2 separate regions of the Sus scrofa genome follow, and region 2 is linked to region 1. The links are chromatin contacts, called in public Hi-C maps. All regions are on one chromosome and are shown on one strand. The core of a region is the stretch at or near the end of the contact, and the rest is flanking DNA. Distances in the headings are between cores, read along the strand shown. Region 1 has its middle 19 kb from the start of PLEK2. Region 2 has its middle 34 kb from the start of TMEM229B.

Evidence for each region. A called contact is a pair of places that touch in the nucleus more often than the background predicts.
Region 2: a Hi-C map of liver shows a contact between it and region 1, with 3 times the contacts expected there. The contact joins two enhancer-like sites. A contact is called at or near these places in 2 of 5 promoter capture datasets (fetal liver and liver) and 6 of 47 Hi-C or Micro-C datasets (alveolar macrophages, embryonic fibroblasts, fetal heart ventricle and 2 more).

What each region holds. Positions count from the first base shown.
Region 1 is chr7:91,150,342-91,154,328 of Sscrofa11.1, forward strand. No RefSeq gene overlaps it. Among named protein-coding and RNA genes, the nearest start is that of PLEK2, 19 kb to the left of the region's middle. Within about 2 kb of position 2,385, at least 4 of the 83 cell types and tissues checked have an H3K27ac peak or open chromatin away from gene starts, as enhancers often do. A contact at or near this core is called in liver, where this site is marked.
Region 2 is chr7:91,221,661-91,226,143 of Sscrofa11.1, forward strand. No RefSeq gene overlaps it. Among named protein-coding and RNA genes, the nearest start is that of TMEM229B, 34 kb to the left of the region's middle. Within about 2 kb of position 2,556, at least 39 of the 83 cell types and tissues checked have an H3K27ac peak or open chromatin away from gene starts, as enhancers often do. A contact at or near this core is called in liver, where this site is marked.

The sequences.
Region 1 (3,987 bases), core at 1,135-3,634:
GAGGGATCACTCTCCACCCCTTACAAAGGTGCCCTCTGTGTACCAAGCCCAAAGCAATATCAGAAAAATATTCACAGCCAGCACTTCTAGGTCTGGCACTTTCCTAAGGGCTTATCTCCATTTTAGTCTTCCCACCCACTCAGTAGGGGGAGCTATGGTTATCACCCCTGTTACACAAATGAGGAATTTGAAGCCCAGCGAGGTTAAGTACTTGGATCAAGGTCTGGTAAGTGGAAGAGCCAAGTTTCTGGACTGTTGTAAGGAGTAAATGTATATACCTCCTTGGAAAAGTGCAGCAGCCTGGCTCTTCAGCCAGGTTTTTAGCTGATATCACAATGCCTCTTCAGAAAGCTCAGGCAACTGCATTTTCAGCCAGGTGTCTCCTCACAACTTTTCTTACTGGGATTCAGTCTGGTGTAGACCCGTACCCTATTCAGTGCTGCCTGTTCCTCTGGACCTTAGCATTTCTTTCTTCTTCTTCTTCTTTTTTTTTTTTTTTTTTTTTTTTTTGTCTTTTCAGGGCCACACCCGAGGCATATGGAGGTTCCCAGGCTAGGGGTAGAATCAGGTGTAGCTGCCGTTCTACACCACAGCCACAGCAATGCAGGATCGAGCCACATCTGTGATCTACACCACAGCTCATGGCAATGCCGGATCCTTAACACACTGAATGGGACAAGGGATCGGACCCACGTCCTCACGGATCCTAGTCGGGTTCATTACCGCTGAGCCACAGCAGGAATTCCTAGCATCTCTGTTTTTCAGGTAGACTTCAGGGCCTGGTGTTATCTACCAGGCCGCTCCTAGCGGCAAGCTCCCCACGACCCCTTCCTGCTGCTGCCCTGGGCTCTAGGCCAGAGCACAGACAGGCTTTGGTTTGGAGAAGCCTGGTAGACTTTTGGCAGCCCCTCTTATCTCTCGCTGTAGGCAGACACTTCATGTGATCATCCTCATGGTGGTCCCTGTGGCAGGTGGCATTACCCCATTAGGGTCAAAGAGGTCATAGCATCATGGAACAGGAAGGAACACAGAGGAACACCCAGCTTCTCACTTTATACAAAATAAGAGCCCACAGCAGTGAGAGAACTTGCTCAAGTTCACATTGAAGCCATGACTAGAAACTAGATCATTTCATTACTAACAACATCTAATATTTATGAAGTGCTTACTAGATGCCAGGTACCAACACTAAAGCCTTTATATGCATTATTTCATTCTTTCCATATCCTTGTAACCTAGCTCTATGTGATCTTTGCTTTACAAATGAAGAAACAGATGAGCGTTCCCATCGTGGTGCAGCAGAAACAGATCCGACTAGGAACCATGAGGTTGTGGGTTCGATCCCTGGCCTTGCTCAGTGAGTTAAGGATCCGGCATTGCCGTGAGCTGTGGTGTAGGTCGCAGACGTGGCTTGGATCCCGCATTGCTGTGGCTCTGGCGTAGGCCAGCAGCTGTAGCTCCGATTGGACCCTTACTTAGCCTGGGAACCTCCATATGCCACGGGTGTGGCCCTGAAAAGACCATAAAAAAAAAAGACAAATGAAGAAACAGATTCAAAGAGATTAAGTAACTTGCTCAAGATTGCATGGCTTGCGAACTGCGGAGCTAGGATGGAACCCAGATTTGTCTTTGACTCCAAAGTTGCTGCTCTGAACTGTTGACGTATATGAGGGAGTCACGAGCATCCTTGTTAAACTCTTGCAAGAGGAGAGCAAGCCTGGCTGTGTCTTCGCTGGGGCTGAGGTGCCTGGAGACAAGCCACAGTCATGAATGCCAGTCCCTTCTTATGCTCGACCAGCCACACATCCTGGATGACATTGACCCAGGGCTGCCTGGACAGCACCTGAATCCTATATACAATTTGAGTTCACTTATGTACAGTCGGGCTTAGGAAAGGTAGGCTGTGGGGAATAACATCAGGGCACTGTTGTAAGTGGGAAAGAATCCTGGCCTGGTGGTTCTGACTCAAAAACGAGGCCAAGTGGCTCTGGTTCTAGAGAAATCCTGTGCATGCCCAGTGCACTGAAACGTCAGTGTTTGTAAGGAGGGGGCCTGTGTGGCAGAGCTGAAGGACTTAAAGCTTGCTTTAAGCTTTCAACCCCCAAAGAGGGGTGAAGTGGGGGCCTTTCTTTATTGTCAGAAAGGTGACCCAAGTAGAGTGTCCTGTTGACCAGCTAGTGCTGATGGGGTCAAAGGGTAGAGCTCTGGAGGAGGCCAGTGGTGACAATGGGAGGGGTGGAGTCCTGGCAGGGAGTGGGCTGGCACAAGTGTCAGGCATGGCCTGGGACAGAGAATCAGGGTCAAGGACCCAGATTAGATCAGGACCCTAGAGGCTTTCTCATCACCTGCAGGGGGTGGGGCAGAGTGTGTCAGGCACAGCCCTGGAACATAGAATCAGGGTCAAGGACCCAGCTGAGACCACAGGACCTTAGAGGGCTTCTCATTGCCTGCAGGGGGCTGAGCAGATCATGTCACTAGGTGGAGGCATGGCCGAGCTTCCCATTCCCATCCCTCAGAGGGAGGCCTCCGATTAAGGCACTGCTCTTGAGCACCAGACCTCAGAAGGCTCTGGGGAAATGTCTTTCCAAATATGCCTTTGTCTTTCCACACAATTCTATAAGTTGCCCCAACCACTTGACAAGAGGGGTTCCCTCGTCTCTCCAGATTCCAAAAAGAGAAATCAGACAGTGTGAAATCCATGGCAGGGCTGGACACCGAATTCTAGTTTCCAAACACCAACAAGGAAAAATGGTTCAGAAAGGATGAGCTGGGTCATGCCCCAGAAGCTGCACCCCAGAAACTCAGGGGAGATAGGGGTTCCCACTCCATCAGGGACCGTTAGGGCCCGCACTCTAGATGTCATCGTTGGGTGACAACGGAAACAGGCACACAGTTTTATTTACTTTTTCTCCTTTGTTGCACATTAAAATATTTCATTTCATTTCATTGTCTTTTTAGGGCTGCTCCCGCAGCACATGGAGGTTCCCAGGCTAGGTGTCCAATCGGAGCTGTGGTCACTGGTTATACCACAGCCACAGCAATGTGGGATCCAAGCTGCGTCTGCCACCTACACCACAGCTCACAGCAACGCTGGATCCTCAACCCACTGAGCAAGGCAAGGGATGGAACCCAAGTCCACATGGATGCTAGTCGGGTTTATTAACTGGTGAGCCACAATGGAAGCTCCGGACATTAAACTATTTTAAACATTATTTTCACTATACAACGTGGAACCAAAAGGGCTTCAGTGAAGTAAGTGTCCCGCCTGTCCTTTCTCCCTGTCCTGCCCACCCCACAGGCCACCACTATTGATCAGTAACATCTGCTTAATGCTTTATGGTTTAAACAATGACTTCCCATAAACTCTCTCATTAGATCCCAGCAAAAACTCGCTAAAATACATTCAGTGTGAATTTTTATTGTCTCCTATTACAAACTGGGAGGCCACCTAGCTCAGAGTGACACTTCTAGTAAGTGACAGAGTGGAGATTTAGACCCTGGTGGTCTGAGCCCAGTTTCTGAGCTCTTTGAATTCCATCCCCCTGCCTCCCTTGCAAAAGAGTCCCAGGTACTTAGAACTTGGAATATGCCATAAATAGCTCGCCTTCTACAGAGAGAGACTTGGGGTTGGTCAGGAACCAGGAAGAAATCTCATGATTTCTTGAGTATTTACATTCCGCAGTGGGCCGTTCATTCTCTGTTTGGGGTCGGCTTATAAGGACACTCCTCTGTGTTAGATAATCCCACAACTGGAAGTCAGCCCTGGGGGAGTTCCTGTTGTGGCTCAGCAGGTTAAGAACCTGACGAGTATCCATGAGGATGCAAGTCCAGTCCCTGGACTCGCTCAGTGGATTAAGGATCTGGCGTTGCAGTAAGCTGCGGAGTAGGTCACAAGCGCAGCTCGGATCCCGCGTGGCTGTGGTGTAGGCCGGCAGCTGCAGCTCTGATTCCATCCTTAGCCTGGGAACCTCTATGTGTTGCATGCGT
Region 2 (4,483 bases), core at 1,306-3,805, 71 kb after region 1:
AGGAAAGGAAAACTTTCCCAGCACAGATATTCACACACACCTTAGCCAGTGTGTTAACGCTCAGTGTGACTCAGTTTCCCTCAATGGAAGCCACAGTCCAAAAAGTGCCACCTCTTAGCCCTTCCCCAGAAATCAGCTTGCAGTGTACTTTTCAAACACAAAGCCTCTGATGTCTCAGAGGTGGTGGCAGAGTAAGCAGAAGACCTGGGTGCCAGCAAGGCTGAGTTTCTTCCTGCTCAGAGCATCAGGATCCCTTCTGACACTCCCTCCCAGCAGGTGTTGCTGCAAAGGGACCTGAGAGTCTGCCAGGTCAGAAATTATCCACACCTTAAAAGAAATGTTCCCGGAAAAAGGAAAAAACAACAACAACAAAAAACCCAACTGCCTTGTCTGTAAATTAGGGGTGGTAAGGAGGGCAGAGGAAAGTAAAGAGATACAAATTTGAAAACAGGCTGTGCCAGGGTTAGATTTCTCTTCTCTCAAGGACAGCCAGATCTGATATGACTGCTGATAAGGCCCAGCAGCTTCACTTTCCTGCCCTTACCCAGGACTCAACGTATAAGAGCGTCCCCTCATCATCAGAGATCCTTCTCAGAGCTTGGAGGGTGACCACGCCTGAGATGCCGGCTGTGACACTGTCTACCAGGGAAAATCCTATTGGGAAGGAGCTCTAAGGCGTCTGGGGAGCAAAGGCAGACAGCATACTTGCCGCCCTGCGCTGCCCACTAGTGCCTTTCTGCCTAAAAACTACACTTTTAAAACCAACACTGTGCTTTCCCGATCACTCATGCTGTAATGCAGCCCTTTCCCGCAAAACAACACCTTTCTACAACACGTGAATCTGATCCCAGTGAAATAAACACAGTATAAGGCTTCCCAGCTCCTTTGACATCTTTCATTCAAGAACCCAAAGCCCTTAAGTCACTTCATAAATGTAAAAATTCATGCCTCATCACTTTGAAAGGGGAAGTCAGAGGGAGTATCATTTTCCCATTTTATGGTCAGCACATTGCAGGAACATGGAAAAGCCCCTCTCTCACCATCGGAGGTGGGGCGGACAGGCCCCTGTTATCATTATCCTCAGCTGGGGATAAACCCAAAGGCGACCTGAGCCAATAATAACCCGGCCCATTTAAAGAGGAAAGGGTCTTAGAAGTAGGGTTGGTGGTGCTCTCTGGTCTAGCACCTGCACCTGACAGCCACAAGTTCAAGGGTCATAGAGGGCTAAAGTTCAAGGGGTGTATTTTTTCCTGCTATCCCTTACTGGTCCTGGAATTTCCCCCCCTCCAACTTTAAGTGGCCAAAGTCAACACTAAATCAGCCTGTCATTTCCCTCCAAGGACCAGATAAATAAGTTGGTCCAGCCTCTACTGTCTCCCCAGCTACTCATCTCTGTCCCCAAATACAAAGCCTTGGGGAGGAGGGCCAAGCCTCATCTCAGCCCATCCCTTTATGCCTCTAGGGCAAGGGCAAGGGGTCCTGGCAGGCCCACCACCGGCCCAACCACTCCCATCATTAGTTCATTCCCAGGAGCAGAGAGGAGAGTCACCCTGAAGTCCAGCCCTCACTGCCCCCTTGCTTTCGGTCTCCAGAGACGGGCAGCTGTAGGTCTGCCCTGCAACCAGGGGAAAACCTGAATCTCAAAGGGCTGTCTTTTCTAAGAGGAAGAAAGGCAATGGGCAGTCCTGCCACAGGAAAGAAGCTGGTGGTCACATGCAAGCTGGCTCAGAGCGGGTGGCACCTTGTTCTTGGAGACACAAGGTCGGGGACCGGGAACCTGGAAACGGGCCCATTTGTTTTCTAGAGAGAAAGACACTGTATCCCCCACCAGGGAAAGCCATTCAGCCCTCGCCTTGACCCCTCTTCCTGGTTACAGCAAAGAGAAAAGGCCAGGCCTCCTGATGACCCAAGACTGGAGGCCAGAGTAACAGCTCATTTGTTACTGGGTGCTGAGAATGTAGGAGCATTGGTGAGTGGAGCCCCCAGGGTTACACTGGCACAGGTCCCCGGCGTCCTGGGCTTTCCTTCCTGGGAGGGCTTCAAAGGGCATCAGAACAGTCTGCCACCCTAAGCTCTGTACCTCAGGCAACCAAACAAACATACCCTCAAGGAAACTGTGGAGAAAGAGGGACACATAGTCCAGTGAGGGAAGGAAAGGGGATCAGTTTCTGACTGGGCTTAGAAAGAGGGAAAGGAAGACACCCGGGAAAGAGGCCAATATCTCCCTCCCCTTGCTGTAATGGTCCCTATCCCAGCCCCGCATCTCCCACAGAGGACCGGAGATTAGGGTGGGCAGATGCAGAGCTGGCAGCCAGGAGCTGGGCTGGGCCCCCAAGGCACCGACCCGGGGAGGGGTGGACGCCTAGGTGTGTAGTCCACCATCACCTAGTTTTGCCATGCACCCCGGAAAGAGGTCTCATCTTGGCACGGTTCCCTCCCCTTCAGAAAAGTCCTCAGCCCCAAACTCAGGAGGGTCGGTGGCTCCCACTCCCAAGCCTCTCCAGCTTCCACCCAGACTAACGCCCCCTCCGCCCTCTCGAGGCGGCCTCAGGGATGCTCTCGGCTCAGAGGAAGAAGAGGGTGTCAACCTTCCGCTGCCGGAGATCCCCGGCTGGCCCCGTCCCCTGGCATCTCTCCGATGCCCCCTTTGTTTCAGGCGGGGAAAGTTGACAACGTGCACCCCTTCCCCAACACGCCCCCCTGTGCGCCCATCCCCCGCAGGGAATCCAAGACCGAGCGCACCACCTAATCTGCAGCTCGCTCTTGAGCCAGGGCACCGCTTCGAAACCGAAAGCAAAGAGAAAGCGGGATTCAGCAGCGCCCCCAGCCCGGTCGCCGGGGTGCAGGGTCTTCCCCATCACCGCACCATCGCCCGCGCCCCCCTCACTCGGCGTTGTCCGCCCCGCGCGGCCACTTCTCCTTGCGGCGGAAAGGCCTCGTGGCGGGCATCGGGGGCACCTACCGGTGCGGGGCCGGGGCCGCGAGCAGGGGCTGGGCAGGGCCGGCCTCCTGCCCCGCGCAGGTGCGGCCAGGAGTGCTGTCTCCCCTCTCGCTCCAGCTCCTCCTCCCGCGCCGGGACTCCGGGCGCTCTCCTGCGCCGCCTGCTCCCCGCCCCCACGCCGGCGCTCCGGCTCCCCCCGCGCCGCGTTGCCGGCAGTGCCTCCCCCACACCGTTGGCCCTCCTGCACAGCGCTTAGTCCCGCATTGTGTGTCTGCGCCCGCCCTGGGGGCGCTGGGGCCGGGGGGCTGCGGCCGCCGCTGCCCGGCCCGAACAGAGGCGCCGGCGGCGGCGGCGGCAGCGGCGGCGGCGGCGGCACTCACCCATAGTACGGATGCGGTGCAAACTGCACATGCTCGCGTCTGACAGGCGCTCTGCCTCTGGCCCCGCTTAACTCCTTGCTCGCCCGCCGGCCCGCTTGCGCGCCGGGTCCGCTGCCCCGCGGACCCCACCGTCTCCCGCCTCCGGGAGTCGGCAGCGCCCCGGCGCCTGAAAGCGCGGCCTCGATCTGGGCTGCAGCGCAGGTGACTGCAGTGCAGAGTTCTTCCGCCCTCCCCGGCCCCTGCCGCCCAGCCTGCGTTTGAGGTGTCTGCAGGAGCCCGGAGGAGAGGACTAGCTGGCACCCCTTACCTCCCAGCCTGTAGGAGTAGTGCGGTCCGCCTGTACCACGTCCACTGTGGGTATCCTGTGGTTCCCAGCTACCTGAGGGCCACAATTTACAAGGTATTGCAGACCCACTATGTCCCAGCAGCGTGTTCCGTGCCATCCATTCGTTGAAACGGGCCTGCAGGATAGGTTTTATTATCCTCATTTTTTCTTTCTTTCTTTTTCTTTTTTAAAGTTTTGATGACCGCACTCACAGCACATGGGAGTTCTCAGGCCAGGAATGAAATCAGAGCGGCAGCTGTGGAAACGCTGGATCGTTTTAACCCACTGCCTAGGCCGGGAATGAACGGGCAGGTCCGAAGCAACCTAAGCCCGAGGCAGTCGGGTTCTTAACCCGGGCTGCCAGGGCGGGAACGTCAAATTATCCCCAATTTTAAGATGGAAAAACTGAGGCTTATGGAAGTTAAGGAATCTGCCTAAGGCAAAGGCTGAACCTCCTTTGTCTTATAACACAAAGATTGAAAAAGAAGATGGTCTTCCTGATGTCAATCTAGATTTTTCTATTGGAAGGTGGAAAATAATGGATGTCATCTAGAAAGTCTGGAGATTCTGGTATGTGAAATTGTGGGAAATCAGTGACAGAGCGCCCTGACTTGAGACAGGCCTCAGGCGGGTCCTAGGTCCTGAAGAAAAGCTGGGCAGGGAGTAGGGATGCAATGAAACCCCTATCCCCACGCAAAGCCTGGGCTGGGCACTGAGCTCAGCAACCAGGAGGACAGGACATCTTTACAATTTAAAATGCTCCCCAGGGAGTTCCCATATTGGCTCAGCGGTTAACGAACCCGACCAGCATCCATGAAGACATGGGTTCAATCCCTG